Regions from separate parts of the Mus musculus genome. Here regions 1 and 3 are each linked to region 2. Evidence: chromatin contacts called from public HiChIP or PLAC-seq and promoter capture Hi-C data. All regions are on one chromosome and are shown on one strand. Each heading gives the region's core, a stretch centred on a gene start, on an enhancer-like site or on the middle of the called end of the contact. The rest is flanking DNA. Distances are from core to core; before and after follow the strand shown. Region 1 has its middle 14 kb from the start of Prrc2b. Region 2 holds the start of Ciz1 (CDKN1A interacting zinc finger protein 1). Region 3 has its middle 20 kb from the start of Fam102a.

Region 1 (3,583 bases), core at 933-3,432, 230 kb before region 2:
CTGATGAAGAACTAAATTTCAGATCCTCCACAGATTGCTGCTGTTTTATTTGTTACAGTTTTGTTGTTTTTCTGTTGTTTTGACAGGCTGGGCCAAGGTGGTGCACACCTTTAATCCCAGCACTCAGACTCAGGAGGCAGAGGCAGGTGGATCTCTGAGTTTAAGGCTAGCCTGGTCTACAACAGAGCGAGTTCCAGGATCACCAGGGCTATACAGAGAAACCCCTGTCTTGGAAAAAAAAAAATGCCTCAGTGGCTAAGAGCACTGGCTGCTCTTCCAAGGACCTGGGTTCAATTCCCAGCAACCACATGAAGTTCATAACTGTCTGTACCTCCAGTTTCAGGGGATCTGACACCCTCACATCAATGCACATAAAATAAAATTATTTTTATAAGAAATGATACCTTCATGTTTTAATTTTCTCAGGCCGTTTGTGACCCTGTCCTCTAAGCCTCCCCCACCCCTAACTCCTGACCCAGTCTGCTGCTGCTGCTTCTTCTTTTTCTTCTTCTTCTTCTTTTTTTTTTTTTGGTTTTTCAAGACAGGGTTTCTCTGTATAGCCCTGGCTGTCCTGGAATTCACTTTGTAGACCAGGCTGTCCTTGAACTCAGAAATCTGCCTGCCTCTGCCTCCCAAGTGCTGGTATTAAAGGTGTGCGCCACCATGCCCGGCTTGCTTGCTTGCTTGCTTTCTTTCTTTCTTCCTTTCTTTTTAAAACAATCTTTTTTTTTAAAGATTTATTTATTATTATATCTAAGTACACTGTAGCTGGCTTCAGATGCACCAGAAGAGGGCGTCAGATCTCATTACAGGTGGTTGTGAGCCACCATGTGGTTGCTGGGATTTGAACTCAGGACCTTTGCAAGAGCAGTCAGTGCTCTTACCCGTTGAGCCATCTTCCAGCCTTCAGTCTGCTTCTTAAGAGATCCAAATGCTGTCGAGTTTATCGTTAGTCCCTTAGCTCATGGTCCCTTCCTCATGTCCCAAGAGCACAACCATCAATCACCTCTGCAACTGTTGTCAGCCCCAAGGATTCCACTGTATTTGCTGGGATCCTTAGTCACACCCGCCCATTCCCCACGCAGGTCCAGTAACAACACACATGAGCTGGGGACTAATGAGGGTGGGTACATCTTTCTGGTCACAGCTGTTATAAACTTTTGTGTACAAGTATTCTCATTTCTCTGAGGACAGTTGGTCCACTTTGACAAATTTATAACTTTTTGTTTGTTTGTTTGTTTGGTTTTTGAGACAGGGTTTCTCTGTATCCCTGGCTGTCCTGGAACTCATTTTGTTGACCAGGCTGGCCTCGAACTCAGAAATCCTCCCTCTGCCTCCCAAATGCTGGGATTAAAGGCGTGTGCCACCACCGCCCAGCTAATTTATAACATTTCTGCATGAACTCCTGGAGGCCACAGGCGACCTTACATGCCTTCCTAATAGCTCTCCACTTTTATTATTATTTTGTGGTTTTGTTAGATATGTATTTGATGTGCATGAGTATTTTGTCTGCACGTATACATGTGCCTCATGTTCATACCTGGTGTTTTTTTTAAGTCAGAACCAGGACAAACAAGACTATAGAGAGGATTTTGCCTTGGAAAAACAAAAAACCAAACAAGATCAATAACAAAATGTGGTTGGGTACGATTCGCTTTCTACAGGCCTCAGAACTTCAGACCAACTTTGCAAAGCCTTTGGCTGGTTACACTTCCCCTGAAGTTCCTCTCCTGCCACCAGAGACCGGTTAATAAGGCCGCCCAGCAACTGGCCTTTGACTAGTGGTGGCTAAGGAAAGAGTTCGGTGGGAAAACGGCTAGCCATGAAGGCAGGAGGACGTGATTTCAATCTCCAGCACCATGCGTGGTGGAAAACCGCAGAGCTGGAAAGGCGGAGACAGGAGGATGACTTCAGCAGCTCGCTGCCCAGACAGAGCGTGACTTGAGTGAGAAACCCCGTCTCTGAAACACAAGACAGACAGCCCGGTGTTCTGTATCTGCAGGGGACTGACTGCTCCTAGCTGCTTACTAAGTTACCAAGCCTGGGTTCCAAACTCGAGGAAACCCGCTGCGGCCGGATCCCGGGCGACCCGGACCGCACAGCAGCCAATAACAACCGGGCGCTGCCAGCCCCACAATCTGCCGGACGTCGCAGTACGGATGACCTCACAGCGCGTCGCGGAATCTCAGCCAATCGGAGCAAATTTCTGGGAGAGAGGCAGAAACTTCACCCAATCGCTTACCCCCGACCATAGCTCGTCCAATCACAATGCGAGACAGTAAACCCCTGCCCCTCCCCCCCAAAAAAAAACAAGAGGGGGAAAGGAAAGGGATGCGGCTATAAGGCCCCACCCTCTACCCCGCGATAACACGGATCTGCGCATGCGCGGGAACGCTGAGGCGTTGCAGGCTGTGCTATTCCTGGGTTTGATGACCCGTCTGTAGTACACTGCATGAAATATATATATATATATATATATATATATATATATATATATATATATTTTTTTTTTTTTTTGTTTTGTTTTGTTTTCTGAGACAGAGTCTAGTAAAGCCTAGGCTGGCTTTGAACTCCTTGTGTGTACGAGGATCTTGAACTGATCTTTTTGCCTCCTCCCCTTGAGTTCTGAGATTACAAGCGAGCATCACCACACCCTCTAGAATGTGATTCTTTGAAAATTCATCCACTCTATGAGCGTTAGTTTAAATAGGACAAAAACGCTTAGGGCATTAATCCACTTAGCGAGCACTGCAACAGATGCCCGCTTGGTTCTTTGAGGAAGTCAGAACAATATGAAATTGTACTAATATGGATTTACATGGATTGACCCTCAGCTGAGATAAGGGTCCCTGGTCAGTCTGTATGCTGCATATTACTGAAGTGGTTTTTTTGGTTTTGTTTTTTTTAGATCAGATAATCAGAAATAAAAAGATCATGTTTCCCTCTTTTACCCCAGAGGGTCCTTTTGTACCCTCCCCCGGGGTAGCAGCACTTCACTCTGCAGACTTTCCTTTTATTGTCTGTAGAGAGGCAGGCGCCTGGCAAATGTGTGTGTAAGCCCTGGAGACAGATTGCCTGGGTTGAGGCCAGGCCCTGAACATACATTCTTAGCTATTTCAAGCAAGGCATGTAACCCTTTCATACAATATCTTCTTTAGAATGAAGGTATAAACAGAAGCTGTCTCTAGATTCTTGTGAAGATCAAGTGAGTTTGTATCAACATGTTCAGAATGATGCCTAACCCATAATAAGCAATGAACATGGACATCACAACACTATCTCCTCCTCCCCCAGTGCACACCACCAGACTGCTATCTCCAGTCTCCTAAGCAGTTAAGTGAGGACCAAGGGAGGGAAATCAGAAAATCTGACAGTGGTAATTTGGAGATAGGTACCCATGGGGAACACCAGCAAGCTGAGTCCGGAGGGGTGGGTAGGACACACCCATGCGAAGGGAGTTAACAGGAAATGGGAAGGATTCACACCATCAGAGGTCCAGAGGTGAGGAAAAGCCTTGTGGGTAAAAAGGAAACAGGGAAGAAATGAGGCTAAAGAAGTCAATAAGGGCCAGAAACATTGCAGC
Region 2 (3,588 bases), core at 921-3,420:
CACTTATTTTGCAGATCAAGAAACGGGCGGAGAGGACTCCTTCAGTCCCTCAGGGTCGCAAAGCCAGATGGCTAAGGCGATCCTGACTCCACCTTCACTACCTGCGCGTGTGCTCCAACCAGGGCGCAGCATCTATTTATTTATTTATTTATTTATTTATTTGCCGCAGTGTCTTACTAGTCCGCCTCTGCCTCTCAAGCATTAAGGTTATAGGCTGGGGCCACTATGCCCAGCCAAGCTAGAGTGCGGTTTGTTTGTGTTTTGTTTTGTTTTTTTTAACTTTAAAATAACAACAACTATTATTACTAATTATTTATTATTATTATTGCTGGCTAGCGACCCCCCTGCTTCTGCCTCCCCATGTGCTGGGTTCACGGAAGTTTTCCGACCGATGAATTTACTCCTGTCACTTAGATACGCCTATCCTTCAAGGATGATTACGCCATTCAAGCTTCCTAAACACGCAGACCCCAGCCGCAGACCCCCAGCCGCGGCCATCCCAGCTCGCTCTGGCCAGGATGAGCCACTTTAGTGCTATTAACGCCAACAACTGCGAAAGAGGTCCCAGTGGAGCGAGAACTCTCGCCTCCTGAGCCCATTACCCCCGGGCGAGTCCCGAGCCTCAGGTTAGCGCAGTCACCTGACTGCGCAGTAGTGATCTGTCCTCTGCGGTCCCTAGCGCCGCCGAGCGGCCAGTCCTCTCAGTCTACACTGGGCGCGAAGTGGGGGGATGAACAAGATAAAAGAATTGCCAAGACCAGTGGGGCTAAGGGGTGTCCGCAGTGGCAGGACCTTTTTAGGGGCAGGTAAGAGCCATTAAAGAAAGTAACTGTGTCAGACGTGGTGGCAGAAGCCAGCGGGTTTCTGTGAATTCGAGGCCAGTCTGGTCTATAGTGAGTTTCCATATGTAGCCATTGCTACACAACACAATGAAACGGAAAAGGAAATCAGAGGCTTGGGAACTTGTTAAGTGGTTAACGTTTGTTCTTCTTCCAAAGGACCCAGGTTCAGCTCCCAGCACTCCCACAGGTGGCTCACAACCATCCACAAACTTCTTCCTAGGGGATCAGATGCCCTCTTTAGACCTCTGCAAGCACTAGGCACATACAAAGTACACACACATACATGCAGGCAAAACATTCATACACCTGAAATAAGAATACATATTTAAAAGACGGGGGTGAGAGGCGGGCGTGGTGGCGCACGCCTTTAATCCCAGCACTCGGGAGGCAGAGGCAGACGGATTTCTGAGTTCGAGGCCAGCCTGGTCTACAAAGTGAGTGCCAGGACAGCCAGGGCTATACAGAGAAACCCTGCCTCAAAAAACCAAAAACCAAAAAAAAAAAAAAAAAAACCAAAAAAAAAAAAAACCAAAAAAAAACAAAAAACAAAAAAAAACAAAAACAAAAAAACAAAAAACGGGGATGAGGAGAGATAGCTCAGTGGTTAAGAGCACTTGTTCTTGCAGAGGAGCTGGGTTCGATTCCTAGCACTCACAAGACAATTCACAAATGTTTCTAACTCTAGTTCCAGGATGTACAAGATATACACGATATACAGATACACATACGTTCAAAACACTCATACACATAAACTAAATCTTTTTTAAAAAAATGTAAAAAACAAAACTATTTTTTTAAAGCTGAATTCACCACACATACGCGCGCCCGCTTGCTCTTGTCCCAGCCCCACGCGGGCTCGGGATCTGGGGACAGTGGTGGCATTGGGGAGGTCAGTTGGGATCTGACCGACTGTCGGTCCCCTTTGCCCCTGCCAGATAAACAGACGGCCGTGGGAACTCAGAATCGCCCCTTCCCGATGCTGGGATCTGGGGACAGGAGCCTACGCTGCCCGGCGCCTCATAGCACCTGGGAGCCACCGCGGCTCTAGCGATTGCAGATTGGTCGCGGTCCCCGCGACGTGACCTGCGCGCGAGGCTTGTTCGCCCGCCGCGGCGTCCGCGCTGAGGCCTCCGCACCTCCAGAGGGCGCTCTGCGCGGGAGTGGCCAGCCGCTGGGCCTTCGGAGTGTCCCGGTCCGGTCACCGTCCCGAGCAGCCCGGGAGCTCCGGAGCCCGCCTTACGAGTCAGCTCGTGGCTTTCACGGTTTCGGTTTTCGTGGATTGCCGGGAGGTGAGGGGGAGCCAGTGTGGTGCCCGCCCCGGAAGCGACAGTGGAGGAGGGTTGGGCACCCCGGGAAGGGTGGACCGCAGGGATAGCGGCTACTTGCAGAGAGCCTACGGGCTTTGTGGACAGGCGAGGCCACAGGATTAGTTAAGTGGCGTTGGCTATATCTGCGAGGGAAGGGAGTGGAGGGATGAGGGACAACGGAGCGGGGTGGGGGTGTGCTGCGGCGGACGGAAGCGTTTCCCATCCAGGGTTCATGGATTTAAGTGACACAATTTAGGGAGAGGACAGCGGAATCCAAAACAGGGAAGTGTGCACGGGAAGCACCAGGAAGTGTAGAGTGACTGACAGGCAGGAGATGGGAGTGGAAAGGTGTGCTCCGATTAGAAGGTTGGACCGCCAGAGTTGAAGAGATGGGAGGGAAGATAAAGAACTGAAGGCGTGTCTGTGTGTGTATCCTGTTCTGGCAGCTGACCGGAAGAACTGGAAGCCCCGAAGCCCCGGGTATAAATGCAGCGTGCTCTTGGCGTGGGTGGGACTGTGTAGCGGTGAAGCTTAGCAGGCGTTATGCTGGGGTGGGTGTTTTGGGAGGGGAGAGAAGCTGGATCATCCCAAAGTGGTGATCTGACCCTACCCACCATACCCCCTTCAGCCACCATGTTCAACCCGCAACTCCAGCAGCAGCAACAGTTGCAGCAGCAGCAGCAACAGTTGCAGCAGCAGCTCCAGCAGCAGCAGCTCCAGCAGCAGCAACAGCAGATACTGCAGCTCCAACAGCTGCTGCAACAGTCCCCACCACAGGCCTCCTTGTCCATTCCTGTCAGCCGGTGAGTTTTCCACTTCCAGGAGCAGTCTGAGGTCTGACGGCTCAGACCCACATTTTGGAGCCTGGCTCCCAGTAGTTATTTTTTCCCCAGGGGCATCCTTGTTTGAGTATTAAATGTCATCAGTTTCTACCTTGGAGGGGATCCTCCATCTGCCATTGAGATGGAGAGAATGGAGGTGAGAGACCTCCGGGTAGATGGCTTTCCCAGGACCCCTCTGACACCCTACTCCCATCACACAGGGGCCTCCCCCAGCAGTCATCCCCGCAACAGCTTCTGAGTCTCCAGGGCCTCCACTCGACCTCCCTGCTCAATGGCCCCATGCTGCAAAGAGCTTTGCTCCTACAGCAGTTGCAAGGTATGGCAGTTCCCCGTGGCCCTCAGCTTCTTCCTAACCCATTCATTCTTACCAACACTCACAGCGGCCCTAACAGCATCCTTATAGATGAAGATACCAGGCTCCCAGGAGATGAAGTCCACAGGCTACTCTGCTAAGTACAGGGTTACCGGGCTACGGTGCTGGCCGTTCCTGCCTCTGCTGATAAACCTAAGGGGAGGCACACCCGTAACCCCCCTCTACAAATGAGGATAGCAACCTGAGGCCCAGAAGAGGGACCATGTGCCCATAGTCACAACACA
Region 3 (3,984 bases), core at 216-2,715, 150 kb after region 2:
CATAAAGTTGCGAAAATCATGTCAGGAAATTATTGGGGGCTGACCGGATGGTAAAAGGTGTTTGCCTTAAAGCTTGCCGACTTGAGTTGGAACCCATGGACCAATGCCATGAAAAGAGAACTAACTCCTGAAAGTTGTTCTCTGATCTACACACACACACACACACACACACACACACACACACACACACACCCTAAAACAAGTGCTCCTGAGAGTACGTGTACAGAGAGAGAGAGAGAGAGAGAGAGAGAGGTTTGTTGTTTTTTTAAGAAAGGGTTTCTCTGTTTCTCTGTAAATTTTGACTGTCCTAGTCAACTGGCTCTTAATCAGGCTGGCCTTGAACTCAAATACCCACAAGCCTCTGCCTCCTGATTGCTGAGATTAAAGGTGTGTCCCACTGCTGCCCTGGGAGCTTTTATTTATTTTTGAGACAGGGTCTGTCTTTGTAACCCTGCTTGGCCTAGTCTCACAGAGATTCTCCTGCCTCTGGGATTAAAGTGCCGGGTTTAAAGAAGTGCATATCAGCAAAAGTTAAAAGGAAAAAATAGTTTTAAATAAAAACTGTGCAGTTATTAAAACTATTTTGGGCACTTCAGAGATGGCTTGCTTCTCCCTGTTCTTGCAGGTGGTCGGGGCTCAGTTCCCAGCACATACAGGCAAAACAGTCATACCCACAAAAGTAAATAAAATATTTTAAAAACAAAACAAAATAAAACTAGTTTGAGCCCAGCATGGCAGTGCTGGCATATGCCTTTAATCCCAGCCCATGGGAGGCAGAGGCAGGCAGATCTCTGAGTTCGAAGCCAGCCTGGTCTACAGAGTGAGTTCCAGGACAGCCAGGGTTACACAGAGAAACCCTGTCTTCAAAAAGCCAAAATAATAATGATAATAATGATAATAATAATAATAATAATTAGAAAATTAGATGCCGACTTGGGAAACTGAGGCAGAAAGACTGTGGTGAGTTCAGGGCCAACCCTGATTACACAGGAAACTGTCTCAAAAATAAAACAGAACAAAATGAAAGCTGAGGTGTTTATATCTATAATCCTGAGATTCGGAAGTCTGAGGCAGCTTCCTTAGCAAATTAGAAATCACCTTGGGCCACATAATGAGTTCCTAGCCACTTTGAGGTACAAAGTGAGACCTATCTCTTCAAACATCTCGAGTCTCACACCGTGTACAGTTCAACTTCGTTTCTGGGGTAGGACTGAGCGTGCTTGTGTGTTTTCTGGGAAATGGGATCAGAGGTAAGGAGGCTTTTTTCTTTCAACCTTCCTGCTTCTGCATAACAATTTTTTTTAAGGACAAACCCCACCCGTCTGCACTTATATGTATAATAAAGAAAGCAATTTCTATTTTGCAAGAGAAAAAAAAAGGAGGCTCTGAGTGGAGCCTGTCCCTGCTGACCTCATAGAGGCTCCTGTCTGCCGGGGACGGGAGATGACACAGACTGAAGGGCTTCCTGTGCTGGCTGGCAGAGCTTGTCCCAGGCTCTCTGTGGCAGTGACAGGAGAAGCCACAGATGCTTCCCGGAAGGCACAGGGTCAGGCTCGGAACATCAGTAAATCACTGGTGCCCGCCCTGGTGTGCTGGCGGCCCCAGGGCCAGAGATGTTTCCTCTGCAGAGGCAGGCCCAGGTAGTGGAAAATGCATAGGTTTGCCTTGGGACAGATGGCCCCTCCTACACTTAGCTTCCTCTGGGGCTGGCTAGCTGGCTCAGTCACTGAAGTGCTTGCAAAAGTGAACACTGCAGTTCAGATCCCCAGAACGCAAGTAAAAAGCAGTGCATGGTGGAATAGCCAGGCAAATTCCAGCTGCAGAGGGAGATGGAAATAGAATTGAGACAGCTTGCCTGGCTTACGTGGCAAAGTTCCAGGCAGGTGAGAGACGCCCCCCCCCCCCCCATAAAAGTTGCCTGAGGATTGATACCTGCAACTGTCCTCTGCCATCCAGTCAGGGGCAATTCTTCCCTACAAAGAGTGGGGAGGGGGAGACATAAGGGCAGGGGGCCCTAGAGGAGCAAAAAGTACCTAGAAAGCCAGTTGAAGTCTCAGACCAATGACGGCCTGCTTTCTTCTCTGCTTCCTTGGACTCGTGTCCACTCCTGGTGAGTTGTACACACACGGATTGGCGACTCATGCTTGTAATCCCAGCACTGGGGATGCTGAGCTAGAAAGGTTGCTGTGAGTTCCAGGCTAGCCTGGGCTACAGAGTAAAGCCTGTCGGTCGAAAGGGGCTGGAGCAATGGCTTAGTAGTTAAGAGCATTGGCTGCTCTTACAGAGGTTCTGGTTCCCATCACCCACGACTGTTTGTCTGTAAGTCCAGTTCCCGGGGATCTCACACCCATATGGTACATGTTTGCATAAATAAACATAAAAATATTACTTTCTACCAGCTAAACAGTTCCCACGCTGGAGGATGCTGTCAGACAAGCCCCAGGGCAGGGAGCTCAGGGGACTATCACCCAACCACTAGCTTTTGTTTTTGCTTTTCTGGTTTTGTGTGTGTGTGCTTGTTTGTTTGTTTGTTTGTTTCAAGACAGGGTCACTCTATGTAGTCCTGGCTGTCGTGGAATTCACTCTGTAGACCAGGTAGGCCTTGAACTTAGAGATCCTCCTGCCTCTTCCTCAGAGTGTTGGAATTAAAGACACCTGCCACCACTGCACAGTGTAGCATTATTTTTTTATTAAAAAAAATTAAAACCTGCCACAGAGGCACAGGATTTAATCCCAGGACTTAGGAGGCAGAGACGTGAGGAACTTTGTGAGTTTGAGGCCAGCTTGGTCTACAGACCAAGTTCCAGGACAGTCAAGGTTATACAGAGAAACCCTACCTCAAAAAAAAATAGAATTTATTTTATTATTTTATGTATATGAACATTTTGTTTGTGTGTTTTAAGTGCACTGCACCCATGTGTGACAGGTACCCTAGGTGGTTAGCCAGGTCCCCTGGGTTGTGTGTCCCTGTGTGGGTGCTGGGAATTAAACCTGGGTCCTCTGCAAGAGCATCAAGTGCTCTTAACCACTAAGTCAAGTCTCCATGCCAAACCAGAAGTATTTAATGTCAATTTAGCACTGACCCAAACCCTTCTACAATTCGGGCACCCACTCGAGTACCTCACAGGCACCCACTCATGTAATCTCCTACTATTTCTAGAAATCAAGTCATATTCTTTTTCCATAGGAAGAATTTATTGGTCCCTATAGAACAGGAAGGAAAGCTATAAACATTCATAGCTAAGAAACGACAGTTAATGTTTTCACTGTCTTCTTCTCCATCTTTTAGTATCTTCTGTGATGAAGCCCATCCATTTCTGCCCAGAATATCCACCCACCCAGTGCTTACTTTGTGTGGTGATTTGAATATGCTTGGCCCAGGGAGTGGCACTTTTACAAGGCATGGCCTTGTTGGAATAGGTGTGGCCTTGTTGAAGGAAGTGTGTCATGGTGGGCATGGGCTTTGAGACCCTCCCTGTAGATGCCTGGAAGCCAGTCTTCTGTTTGCCCTTGGAACAAGACATAGAGCTCTCAGCATCCCATGCCTGGATGCTGCCATGCTTCCTGCCATGATAATAATGGACTGTAAGCCAGCCCTAATTAAATGTTGTCCTTATAACAGTTGCCTTGCCGAACCTTGTGGCACACTCCTTTAATCCCAGCACTTGGGAGGTAGAGGCAGGCAGATTTCTGAGTTCCAGGCTAGCCTGGTCTACAGAGTGAGTTCCAGGACAGCCAGGGCTACACAGAGAAACCCTGTCTCAAAAAGCCAAAAAAAAAAAAAAAAGAGTTGCCTTGGTCATGAGTCCCAGCTTCATGATCCTCCCGGCCATCAGGCACGCACACATGCTGGTCCCAAAGAGTTCAGATGCGGAGCATGTGCAACAGTGTCTTCACTTTTTTGGGGGGAGGTTTTCGAGACAGGGTTTCTCTGTGTAGCCCTGGCTGTCCTGGAATTCACTTTGTAGACCAGGCTGGCCTCGA

The links. Promoter capture Hi-C pulls out the DNA fragments that hold promoters and counts their contacts. HiChIP or PLAC-seq counts read pairs in DNA pulled down with a chosen protein or histone mark.
Region 1: an H3K4me3 HiChIP or PLAC-seq map of embryonic stem cells shows a contact between it and region 2, with 8 times the contacts expected there. The contact joins the enhancer-like site here to the promoter of Ciz1 in region 2. A contact is called at or near these places in 9 of 39 promoter capture datasets (the 3T3-L1 cell line, 3T3-L1-derived adipocytes, the C10 cell line and 5 more), 2 of 15 datasets of contacts at CTCF or cohesin (embryonic stem cells and pro-B cells), 27 of 484 Hi-C or Micro-C datasets (B cells, the G1E-ER4 cell line, the N1E-115 cell line and 12 more), 9 of 115 datasets of contacts at active chromatin or transcription factors (T-cell acute lymphoblastic leukemia, Th17 cells and embryonic stem cells) and 3 of 9 other capture datasets (adipose tissue, liver and pancreatic islet).
Region 3: a contact with region 2 is called in a promoter capture Hi-C map of pre-B cells, with 2.7 times the contacts expected there. The contact joins the enhancer-like site here to the promoter of Ciz1 in region 2. A contact is called at or near these places in 7 of 39 promoter capture datasets (3T3-L1-derived adipocytes, the C10 cell line, embryonic stem cells and 4 more), 1 of 15 datasets of contacts at CTCF or cohesin (the NIH/3T3 cell line), 5 of 115 datasets of contacts at active chromatin or transcription factors (SST interneurons, bone marrow-derived macrophages, embryonic stem cells and 2 more) and 3 of 9 other capture datasets (adipose tissue, liver and pancreatic islet).

Annotation. Positions count from the first base shown.
Region 1 is chr2:32,135,814-32,139,396 of GRCm38.p6, forward strand. No RefSeq gene overlaps it. Among named protein-coding and RNA genes, the nearest start is that of Prrc2b, 14 kb to the right of the region's middle. Within about 2 kb of position 2,183, at least 336 of the 459 cell types and tissues checked have an H3K27ac peak or open chromatin away from gene starts, as enhancers often do. A contact at or near this core is called in B cells, the G1E-ER4 cell line, the N1E-115 cell line and 10 more, where this site is marked.
Region 2 is chr2:32,361,028-32,364,615 of GRCm38.p6, forward strand. It overlaps Ciz1 (CDKN1A interacting zinc finger protein 1), which reads left to right and starts at 2,171. Exons shown (of 17, transcript NM_028412.2): 1 at 2,171-2,271; 2 at 2,778-2,952; 3 at 3,192-3,307. The coding sequence starts at 2,783.
Region 3 is chr2:32,513,001-32,516,984 of GRCm38.p6, forward strand. No RefSeq gene overlaps it. Among named protein-coding and RNA genes, the nearest start is that of Fam102a, 20 kb to the right of the region's middle. Within about 2 kb of position 1,466, at least 63 of the 459 cell types and tissues checked have an H3K27ac peak or open chromatin away from gene starts, as enhancers often do. A contact at or near this core is called in adipose tissue, bone marrow-derived macrophages, embryonic stem cells and 2 more, where this site is marked.